Linked DNA regions of Gossypium hirsutum: region 2 is linked to region 1. A link is a contact called in public Hi-C data. All regions are on one chromosome and are shown on one strand. The core of a region is the stretch at or near the end of the contact, and the rest is flanking DNA. Distances in the headings are between cores, read along the strand shown. Region 1 has its middle 12 kb from the start of LOC107952747. Region 2 overlaps LOC107952749 (a long non-coding RNA gene).

Region 1 (5,743 bases), core at 2,250-4,749:
AATCAAACATAAAATACAAATAACAAGATTAATTAACATAGTTCCTGTCAACAAGGTTATAAACAGAATTCCTATCAATCACAGCTCTCAACAAGTGAGTAATGCTCAAAAATAAAGACAAATCAATTTTCCACATTTCAATAACATTTAGTAATATTAGACAATGCCCGATAAACGATATACAGATATGAGTATACTGTTAACCATCCAGAACACACTAAATGCTCATATGAGCTAATCCAACCGAAAAACACCCCTCAACACTAAGTGTCTAACTCGTAGGCCAACACCCACCCTCGTAACACATCAGAAACACTGTAATATAACTCAATAGTCCGCAATAAATGCAAGACTTCAGTATATTCAGTGAACAGAGGATAAATAGAAGTCATCATCACATCTCATACCAATCCTGTACCACGTGTAAATAACCTATTGACATGCCAGTCATACTTTATCCTATGTTATCTGGCTCAGGATTTATAAACAGAAAATAGTGCCATCGTTTCATCCCATTAGCTCTCATTTATAAGAAAAAAATTTGTATTAATCAACATTCAACAATTTAATTTCGTCTAATATACATTTAAAAATGAATTAGAATTAAACCGGTCGAACTTACCTGACTAAACTACAACACAATAAGGTACAGAGACTATTCCGCAATTTTCTATTTTCTGTGATTATCAGCTCATTCTTGATCTAATATGAAACCAAATCTTGACCAAAGTTTTCAAGCCCTAACATAAAAATGGCTATTTGGTTCTTTCCACAAGAAGAAGAAAGGAAAAATGATGATATTTACGTCAATTTTTTAATTTTAACCTACCATTTAATTATTTACAACTTTAACCTTTTAATTTTAACTTAATAATGTACTAAGACATGTCCATAAATGTCCACTATAATTACCTAGGGTATAGTTACCATTTAAGGAGGGTTTAATTGCACAATTAATTTTTCAATTATTTTAAATTAACAAAATAAGCTTAATTTCAATTTAACCATAAATTAATTAGGACTTAATAAGGAAATAGCCCAAAAGCTATTGGATCAATCATATCCACCACCGCTTGGACTTTTTGACCATGATTTAATAACCATTTTAGCCCTTTTACTATTTTAAATCTATAGCGACTAACTTTTACCTCTTTTACAATTTAATCCTTTTTAATTAATTAATTATCTAAACGATAAAATTTCTTAACCATAATTTAATATGATACTAATGACTTCGTAAATATTAAATACTTAGTATTTACAAGCTGACACGTCAGAGTTGTGGTCCCGAAACCACTTTTTTTGACACAAATGAAAAATAAGTTGTTACATCGTGTGCCAATATGCACTTTACGTTCTAGTTTCCCTTACTCGATTTTTCTGTTAATGCACTTCAGTGTCATTTGGTTGGATGATCCGTGTATTCGTCCAATTCCGAGTTAGGTTAATAGGGGTCATTAATGATAAGTTTGATAACTTATACCGAAATGAATTAATATGTTGCTTGATATTTTGAATATGTTCATATATGAATTGAATTGAGAAGTATGTATCTTATTATGTAAAGCAAGTGAAATCAAGCCCTAAGAGCCGAATCGAATGTGAATGAGTCAGTAGACTCTAGAATCGATAAAATGGTAAGTATAAGGTAAGCGAATTGAATTAGTTATACAAATTTGATAGAAGTGATGCCATTGCCATAGATGTATTGATGTTAATTAATGATTGTATAGAAGTTCTAAATGGTAGAGGAAAGGGAAGATGAATAGATTCGTTATGAACTTGTTTGAAATAATGTCAATGTTATTTATGCATATGTATTGAAATTTTATTTGAGTATAAGCACAAAATGTTCACTTGAAAAGTATGTAACAAATGATGGAAATAGTATGATTGATGAATGTCTAGTTAGGTTGATTTGTTAATTGGTATATGCATTATGTTGTAACAATGCAGCTATGTTCTTATATCTTGAATCATGAAAGTACTACTAATCCCTAGTGCTTATTGTATGGTTTGTTGTCTTCGTGTGCAGATGCAAGTTCTCTCAAAGTCCCAAAAAGGTGAAGTCAGCATCCAAACCACATCTATCGACTCAATATAGTTTGTATAGTTCTCATCTTTTAATCTAAGGGCATGTACTTAGGCTTTTATTGTTCAAAGGTTATAAATGGTCAAAATTGTATTATAGTGTTTTAGATATAATGTGATGGTTGATGTTTATGCATATTTGGCTTGGTTGTAAATGATAGATCGTTGAATTAGTTGTAAAGAAAGGGAGTATACATGTTTTTAGGTCGCCCAAACTTATACAAGTTGATTTCTCTAGAAACAGTTTGTCATGCCGCGACGTCAAATGATTGTCTTTGCAATGAGACCAGGTTTTCATGCCACAGTGCGACGTTGAATATTAAACGTTTTGACAAGGCTTACTCAGTATGTTGTATCGTGATGAGGAACCCCCTAATGTCGCGATTTCAACTTGATGTTTTAGAATTTTTAGAATTTGGTATTATTTCGGCCCTAGGTTAGAAAAAGAACTTTCGTAAGCTCAAATAAGACCCGAAATTGATACCATATTGTATTATACACATAATTTACTTATATTAAATGTATAATGACGTTGGTTTGAATATGATTGGTTATAGTTGCTCTTGCAATGAATATGATACCTTGTGACTCGGACCCAACGATAGGATCAAGAATTGGGGTGTTACATTAAGAAACCCAAAAATGGAGCAACAAAATTAGGGATGGAAAAATAACATAAAAGATCGATGAATTCTGACCAAATTTTACTCCATAGGGTTGGGTATTTTTTTTGTTGCTAAAATTGAGTTCAGGTTGAGTTGGGTTAATTTTAAAAACTAGTCGAGTTAGATTTAGGATAAACCTGCTCCACCTTGCCTCGAGAAATTTATAAAATTAACTCTATTTTAATTTTTAATTATAATTTAGCCCCAATCCAATTTTAATAGGAAAACTTTTTTGGTTGGATCGGGACCATTTCTGCCACCTCAGTTTTTCTTTACTCTGAAATGGTGATTTTCCCATCGAATCACCATCTCTGCTAAATAATCAACAAGTGAGTTCAATCCCCCCCCCCCTTTTTTTTCCCAATACCCATAAGATAAATGCATGAGAAATTGGGTTGGTAACTATAAATAAAAAATTGCCATACAAATTCCTTGTGTAATAGAACGAAGTACAAACGAAAGATTTGGTGTTTCTATAGAAATTTTCAAGAGCCTATTTGGTGTTTTATTATGATTCCTAGGGAATCAAAATAGACAGTCAACAATGTCATGCTTTAGATGTTGGCGACCATCTCTTATTTTCAAATTTTGGCAGCAACAAAAGTAGCAGAAAAGGTTAAAAAAAATTGTTTGATGTGATAAAACTGAAATAAGTTTGGGTGGGGTTGATTCAGTTCGGGATAGGGTATGGAATAAAATTTGGGGTTTGGGAATCGGGGTGGGTTTATTCTTCTAATGTCGGGTCGATTCGAGAGTCATGGGTCGGATATGAAAGTTCGGGTTGGAGTTGAGGTGAGCAAAAATTCATCCCGCCCCCGTTACCATCCCTAAATATAACAAACCCAATAATAAAATGAGAAAGATGGAAGAGGTTTGAGAGAATTAAGCCATGGGTTTTTACTAGATTCCCACAAACGACAAAAGCTTATTATGGATGGAGTTTAGAGATGGTGTTGAAGGAAGGTGAGATGCTCCTAGTTTCCCAAAAGACGAAGGTGAAATAAGGGGTGTTAAAAGTCAATTAGGTGTTTGGTTAGTAAAAAAGATGAATGTGAGAAAGGTATAATATGTTTAATACTAGGAATTTCTCTCTAACAAAACAAATAAAAGATGGAAAAAGGACTTTTGACTTTTCTACTTTGTGTTAAGTACATAAAAAGAACAGAATCATTTCAATATAAATTTAGTGTTTTAAAAACTACTGTAATATATCACAATATATATTCCTAATTACTACCTTCATTGCTTTATTTCATTCAAAATAACTCTCATATCAAATGAATAACATTTAAAATTTCGTTTTCGGAATAAGTTGTAAGCCTTCATTTGAATAACATAACGTATATGTGTATATAAGTAAAAAGAAAAAAGAAAAAAAGTGAGAACATTTTATATTGAAGGAAAAAGATTTGAATTGAAATGTCTTTGAAATTATGCATATATATATAAATTTGTGAAAAACTTGAAAAACTAATAAAGTGATTTTTTAGTTACGAGAAGTTATTTGAACAAGAAGTTTAAATAAGATTGATTTTTAAGTGGGTATTTTCTTTTTTTTAGAAATGTGGATAGATTTTTCTTTTAGAAGTAAATAGTTTGTTTTATATAAATTTCAAAGGAGATGGAAAAGTTTTTAATTGTCGGTTAAGTTGTCGTGAATAGGGACTTACAAAAATAATTTTAGATTGAAAAAGTAACAATTAATATAGATAATTGATTACGTAGTTTGAATCTAATCTAATTTTTATTAGATTTTATTTAGAGAGAAATCCAATTTTACTTTTTAAAGGCCTTAATCAAAGTAGAATCCACTATAATCTTCATAGTACAAAAAATATTTTAAGCTCAATGATGCTCGTATTCTTTATAGCTTCATTCCTATACTATTATAATGAAATAACCTTCCCACTAAAACTTTCCGCCCACAAATAAATAACACAGTTTGTATATATATATATAGTACTTTCACTTACTAATATTCCCCACACTAAATAGACTAAACTCTCTTAATTCCACACTTAAAATAGTGTGATCAAAATAGGTTTCAATCACATATTATGGAAAAGAATAATGTAGAGATATTGATCTGTAAACCTTTTCGATCCCATTCTCATAAAGAAAGAGAATCACACTTAATTTCACTTTGTTGCACGTGGTTATTATTATCTAAGGTTTTTTTTTTTTACTATAATTTGACTCATCACATTAAATTTAATGAAGTCTTTTATTATAATATTAAAAATCTTATCACATGCATATATATATATATGAAAACCACATATTTAGAATATAAATTTGTGTTTAAAAATAATATACAATAAATAATGAAATGTATGATTTGAAATTAATTAATTATAATAACATATGAAATATGTACAATATTAAAATAAAAAAATTATATTAAATTGTGAGTAAAATGAAATTTAAATACATAACTACATCACCTTAAAAAAAATACAAAAAATACATCATATTAACAATACTAAATGCACTACAATTGTTTATCATGGTATTGACATCAACCGTGAGTTAGTGTCAAGTTGACTTATTGCACCAACTCAATTAACAATATTATTAATATATATACAACTAATAGAGATAATAAATTGTGCATATTAAAATAAATATATTAAAATTAAGTTTTGGTTATGTGGTAAATTAAAGGTTTTAAAAATTCAATTGGTGTGGGTTCAAATTAGGACATATAAATATTTTAATTTTTATTGATTTTTGTTAAAATAAAAAGACTAAAGTACCATCAAATAATATAACTTAATTTAGTTACAGAATGACATTTTTTATAATTTATTTAATCGAGTTGATGTAGAGTTGACTCGTGATTCCAACTCAATTAGGGATTTGAAAAAAAATATAAATATATTAGTGTTGATAGTATAAAATAATAGAAACTTGTAAGGATTATGATTTTAATATTTTAATTTCATGAATTTGTTTAACTTTTATTGAACTTATAATAAATTTAATGT
Region 2 (5,743 bases), core at 1,841-4,340, 46 kb before region 1:
AAGAAATAAGGAAATTTTGACAAAAAAAAGTATAGTAACGTTAGGAAGAGAGAGAGTTTTCTTCTTTTTTAAGGGGAAAAAGAAAATAAAATATTTTTAACTCAAATTAATTTGTTTGTAACACATCCCTAAAATCTCTTTAATTCTCCACTACTCCGTTAACCCAAACCAACCACTTCAGAATTCCAGCCCCACCAAAACTCTTCAGACAACTAAGACAAAAATTAACATCCACACTCGCACGAGGATTCGAACACAAGACCTTAGGCAAGCTAACTCCTTACCACTCAAACCAATAGGCTCATTCTAACTTGAGTTTACAAACAAAATTATATAAGCCCACTCTACAAGGATAAGGCTTGGATAAAAAATAACAAAATATTTCGAATGTGGGACTTGAACCCAAAACCTCAAACACACAATCAGAACACTTAGCCACTGAAACAAATACATATTTATGTCAAATTTCACAAAAATATACTTAAATTATTCAGGGCGTTATATTAATGGTCAACCATTAAAATTAACGGTCAAAGGGCCTTTTTGATGCCTTTTGGCAATCAAGTGCAAAAAGAAAAAAACAGGGGCATAATTACTTTTTTTCCAAGTTTGAGGCCTTTTTGATGTATTTTGACAGTTCAAGTACTCAAGCGAATAAATTTTGAAAAAGTTTGAGGGCTTTGTACACCTTTAAGCCTTGACATTTCAATTGACTAACAATAGAATGATTTCATAGTGTTCATCAGTTTGTGGATTAGAGTCCACACTCTAAGCAAGTTGAGCTTCAAAAATAGCAGAGAGGATCGTGTTGGTCAAAAGCCAAGAAAAGACTTAAATTTTTCGTTCTTAAAATAACTAGGTATGAATTTGGTAAAAGGGTTTATTTCTATAAATAACATAATTACTCGGGTTTTAGAAAAAAATTAGTTTTTCATTGTGCAGTAAAATTGTTTTCTAAACCGATTTTTTCCAAAATTTCTGATATATGAAAATATTTCTATGAATAATGTGTTGTTTGTGGCAGGTTTGCCATGGGATATTACCTATTGGAATAGCTTCATTGGGGGTGAAATATTGCAGTTTGTTAAAAAATATGAAACTGACAATTTGGCGCTTGAGGAGTGTCCACTTCCTAGCAACCAAATTTGTATGGAGACAATTTCCATATTTAAAGTGTTGGTCATTTATCAAACAATTTATATGGGTTATGTTGATTGTATGGAGGATTTTTAGCACATTATAGAGGACCATATCACTGGGGAATCATATATTGGACATTGGAGTGGATCGCGTTACCCAAGTCAATCCTTTGAGTTGTGGACATTGGATTGTAATTACTTTGATTGTTATTTTTATAATGTATTAAACTTATATTATTGTTGTATTGGTGGGATTGAGATAAATCCTCATATGTAAGCAAATCTCGAAATAAGTCTATATAATTGAGAGACTTGTATAGGTGAATGTATTTAGAGAATTAAGTATTTAATCTATTCTTGTAAGGAACCTTATTGTATGAGTGCATTTTGATAGTAAAACTTTGTGTTATGGTTTTACTTGCTAAAATTCACAAAGGGTATTTAGTGGTAAGAGTATTAAGTTTTCAAGTTACAATGGTGAAGAAAATTGTTAGGGGGCGTGACAGATTATGATCACCTGTTGTTATTGTTGAAAAGAATAAGTATTTCTCATTAAACTAAGCCTCACAAACGTAGAGAAATCGAACTGTATAAACAACTTCTTTATATTTTTTTTGTTTTCTATTTTTTATTTGATGGCTGAAACCTAGACACATTTCACTTGTGTAGTCTAATTCTCTTATGATGGTTGATGGACTGTCATCTGTGTAAAAAGTAGCCAGAATTAGTAACATATTATGTTAAATACTAGGGATGTTTAATATGCGTCGTAGTCATGCTGATCTTTCGTATTATTAAATGACAAATTATGTTTTCTATAAAATATTATACACAAAACAGATTATAACCAACTCAAAAATATTATAAACATGTCAAACTATTTTAACCAAATGTTTTATGAGATCCACAAAATTATTTGAATTTCATTATAAATGTTGTTATATTTAGAGCTTTTTAAGTCAAAACTAAAATATATTTAATAAAATATTTAATTTTTTTATATTTTATGTGATTTTATACCATGTTTGTTATCTACTTGTCTTATGGTACATTAACCATGTAAGTGAAAATAAAAAATAATATTAAATTTTTATTCAATAGTTATTTTTTTGTAAAATAATTATCATCACTAATTTATTTTCCTAAAAACTTGTTATTGATAATAAGGTAATAAAAATTTACATAATACTAGTGTTTTTAATTTATTTATAATTAATTTATGAGGTGTTTATTTTTTTTATTGAATTAATATCTACTTGATTCGTGACATCAATTCAGTCAAAATTTTTTATAATAATATCTGTGTTTCTTTTTTTTTTTTAAAATTTATGTTATTTCAATGTGATATAAATTTTGAGCATTTATAAAAGTCGAGAGTGCTTTCTTTCTAGTGATTCAGAGAAAAGGTAAGATACTGTAGCTGGGTTGAGGGTGAGTGGTGACATTTTTTAGGGAAGTATGGTGAAGGACGAGATCTCCCTTCTAGAGGAAGAACTCGTACAACTATCAATGAAGAGTTCGTTGTTGGTCCTGATTGGAAATATGTCGTTAATATGTTCTGTTTGGACAAAAAAAGTCATATACTCCTGACAGTTTCAGGGCACAAATAAAAAGTATCTGGAAAAAGACAAAGAAATTTGAAATCCAAGTGGTGGGGAAAAATCTCTTCATGATTTTATTCGTCAGTGAAGAGGATTTGGATATGATTATGGAGGGTAGACCATGGTTTTTTAAGTGACAACTTATCATTTTTTATAGGCTAACGAAACCTGTAAACCAAAATCAGATTACATTGGTTTCGTCTCTTTTTTGGCTTAAGATTGGTCCTTGTCCGCTAGAATGTGATAAAAAGGATCTTATGCATGCCATTGGTTCGACTTTCAGGGGGGTGATAAGATCGGAAATAAAAGGAGATGTTTTTCGACTGAAGGCACAAATCGATGCACAAAAACCTCTGAGAAGAGGTATTTTCATTTCAACGGAAGTAAAGGAAAAGGTTTGGGTGGCTTTCAAATATGAAAACTTACAACTTTCTATTTTGGCTGCGGTAAAATGAGATATGGAGTAAACGATTGCTGAAGCAGTGTGCTTATGTTGATTTTTCTGATCAGAGGATAGCGGAGGTTTCGTTTGTGGTGAAGCGAATGGCTATAGAAGAGAAACTTCCAATTCTGGAAACTACTGTTTATCACCAAAATTTAGGGGATTTGGTGGCTCCTTTATTCCTTGAAATTATGGAGGATACTGTGAGAGAGGAGCTTTCTAAGGAGATAATTGAGACTAATATACAACAGGAATGGAATAAGATAAAATCACAGATTGGGCTCGTTATTCCAATTGTGGAAACTTGTCATAAAACAAAAAAGGCCAGTTGAAAACGTATCGCTAGAATTACAAAAGGAAAGTATCAAGAAGGAGAAAATGGCACGGGATAGCAAAAAGTGGGAATACAAGACCCTGAAGAGGTAGGAAAGCAATATTCAAATTGGGGTAATAATAAAAAAACTAAAAATTATGAAAAAGAATCCTGACAATTTCAGTGTTTTGAAAATAGAGTCGGATTCGTAGGAGCAGATTGTTGCTTCTTTTCAATAGGGATCGATGACTGCCAATCAGCAATCTGACCAGGAACAATGAAAATCTTATGTTGGAATGTTCATGAATTGGGGAGTCCATGAGCAATACAAAGACTTCGACAAATGGTGAAGTTTGATTATCCCCAAATGCTCTTTTTCATGGAAACTAAACTTGATGAAAATAGAATGGAGAAGGTGGGAAGGCGATGTGGTTTTAATTATGGAATTGAAGTGGAGGCGAATGGTTCAAGGGGTGGGCTGTGCTTAGCTTGGAAGGAGGACGTTAATGTGCAGTTGAAGAGTTATTCCAATAACCACATAGATGTTCTTATTAAGGAAAATGATAATGATAAGCTTTAACGTTTTACAGGTTTCTATGGTGCACCTTACGCGAGTTTTAAAGAAGAAACATGGAATCTCTTGAGAAGGTTAGGGAATGAAAAAAAAATTCCTTGGTTGGTGTGCGGAGATTTCAATGAAGTTTTATACTCTTTTGAGAAGGTTGGTGGGGTACCAAGAGAGGAACACAGAATAGAGGCTTTTCAAAAGGCTCTTGATGATTGTCAACTAAGGGATATAGAGTACTCGGGGAATTGGTTCACTTGGGAACGAGGAAATCGACCCGAGACTAATATTAAGGAGCTGTTGGATAGAGGGGTTGCTAATGACGATTGGTTGAGTATGTTCCCTCATGCGACAATTAAACATTTACCGAATTCTTTCTCAGATCATTGCCCGATCCTACTAAGCACTGTTAGTGAAACAAGAAGAAATAAGCAACTAATTTTGAATTTGAGGTGTGGTGGAAGATGGGGGAGTCTTTAGAAGGAGAAATTAAGTGACTTTGGGATTCGACTAGAGGATCTATTTTCGAAAAATTAAAATAATTGAGTACAAGTTTGATAAAATAGGAAAAAAGGATTAAGGTGAACCGCAATGAATTGAAGTGTACCCATTCTAAAAAGAAGGAAGATCTAATGGCTGAGGGTCGAGATGATAATAATTTGGCAGCACTCATAGATGTTAAGATCCAACTGAACTTTGAGCTTGATAAGGACGAAGCTTTTTGGGAAAAAAGGGCAATAGTTAATTGGCTTCGTTTAGGTGATAAAGACACTTTTTTTTTCCATAGGTACGTTTTGACTCGAAAAAAAAATGCTATTGGAAGTTTGGAGCGAGAAGATGGAAAGGTAGTAAGCATAGAAGATGAAATTGGGGAGTTTGCTACGAAATATTTTCAAAATATGTTTTCTTTGAATGGGATTGGTGATCTGTCGTATATTTTATCAGAGATTAATACTAACATCTTTCTTGAGGAGAACTTTTCCTTTTAGCAAAGTTTACGGAGGAAGATGTTTACACAGCATTAAAATAAATTTGGCCTATAAAAGCACTGGGATTTGATGGTTTCCCAACTATGTTTTTCCAGAAATATTGACATATTGTCAAGAATGATGCTCTCTCCTATTGTTTGGGGGTTCTTAATGAAAGTAATGATCTTGAATATGCAAATGTTACTAAAATTGTTCTTATCCTTAAAATTCTAAATCCCAAAAACCTAATGAATTTTAGACCCATTAGTTTGTGTTCTATTTTATATAAACTTGTGGCAAATTTTTTAGCAAACTGACTTCAGAGCATTATTGGGAACTGTGCCGATTGTGCTTAAAGTGTCTTTGTGCTGGGGAGATTAATTTTTGATAATGTTTTACTCGCTTATGAACTGTTACACACGTTTCGCCATAAGCACACTGGAAAGAAGGGCTACATGGCAGTTAAACTAGATATGAGTAAAGCCTATAACAGGGTTGAATAGGCTTTTCTAAAGGCAGTAATGTTAAAGATGGGTTTTGCTACTAATTGGGTAAGGGTCATATTGAGATGTATTTCATCAAATTTATATTCGGTAAAGGTTAATGGTTGCACAGAAAGAAGATTTCAGCCTTCAAGGGGCCTTCATCAAGGGGACCCTTTCAGTCCTTTTTTTTATTTCTCATTTGTAGTGAAGATCTTTCAACTTTGATGAGG

The links. A called contact is a pair of places that touch in the nucleus more often than the background predicts.
Region 2: a contact with region 1 is called in a Hi-C map of leaf, with 2.2 times the contacts expected there. The contact joins two enhancer-like sites. A contact is called at or near these places in 16 of 34 Hi-C or Micro-C datasets (anther, fibers, hypocotyl and 3 more).

Annotation. Positions count from the first base shown.
Region 1 is chrA07:50,255,582-50,261,324 of Gossypium_hirsutum_v2.1, reverse strand. No RefSeq gene overlaps it. Among protein-coding and RNA genes, the nearest start is that of LOC107952747, 12 kb to the left of the region's middle. Within about 2 kb of position 3,499, at least 3 of the 9 cell types and tissues checked have an H3K27ac peak or open chromatin away from gene starts, as enhancers often do. A contact at or near this core is called in fibers, where this site is marked.
Region 2 is chrA07:50,300,753-50,306,495 of Gossypium_hirsutum_v2.1, reverse strand. The region is part of intron 2 of LOC107952749 (a long non-coding RNA gene); the gene reads right to left. Among protein-coding and RNA genes, the nearest start is that of LOC107952749, 5.2 kb to the right of the region's middle. Within about 2 kb of position 3,090, at least 3 of the 9 cell types and tissues checked have an H3K27ac peak or open chromatin away from gene starts, as enhancers often do. A contact at or near this core is called in fibers, where this site is marked.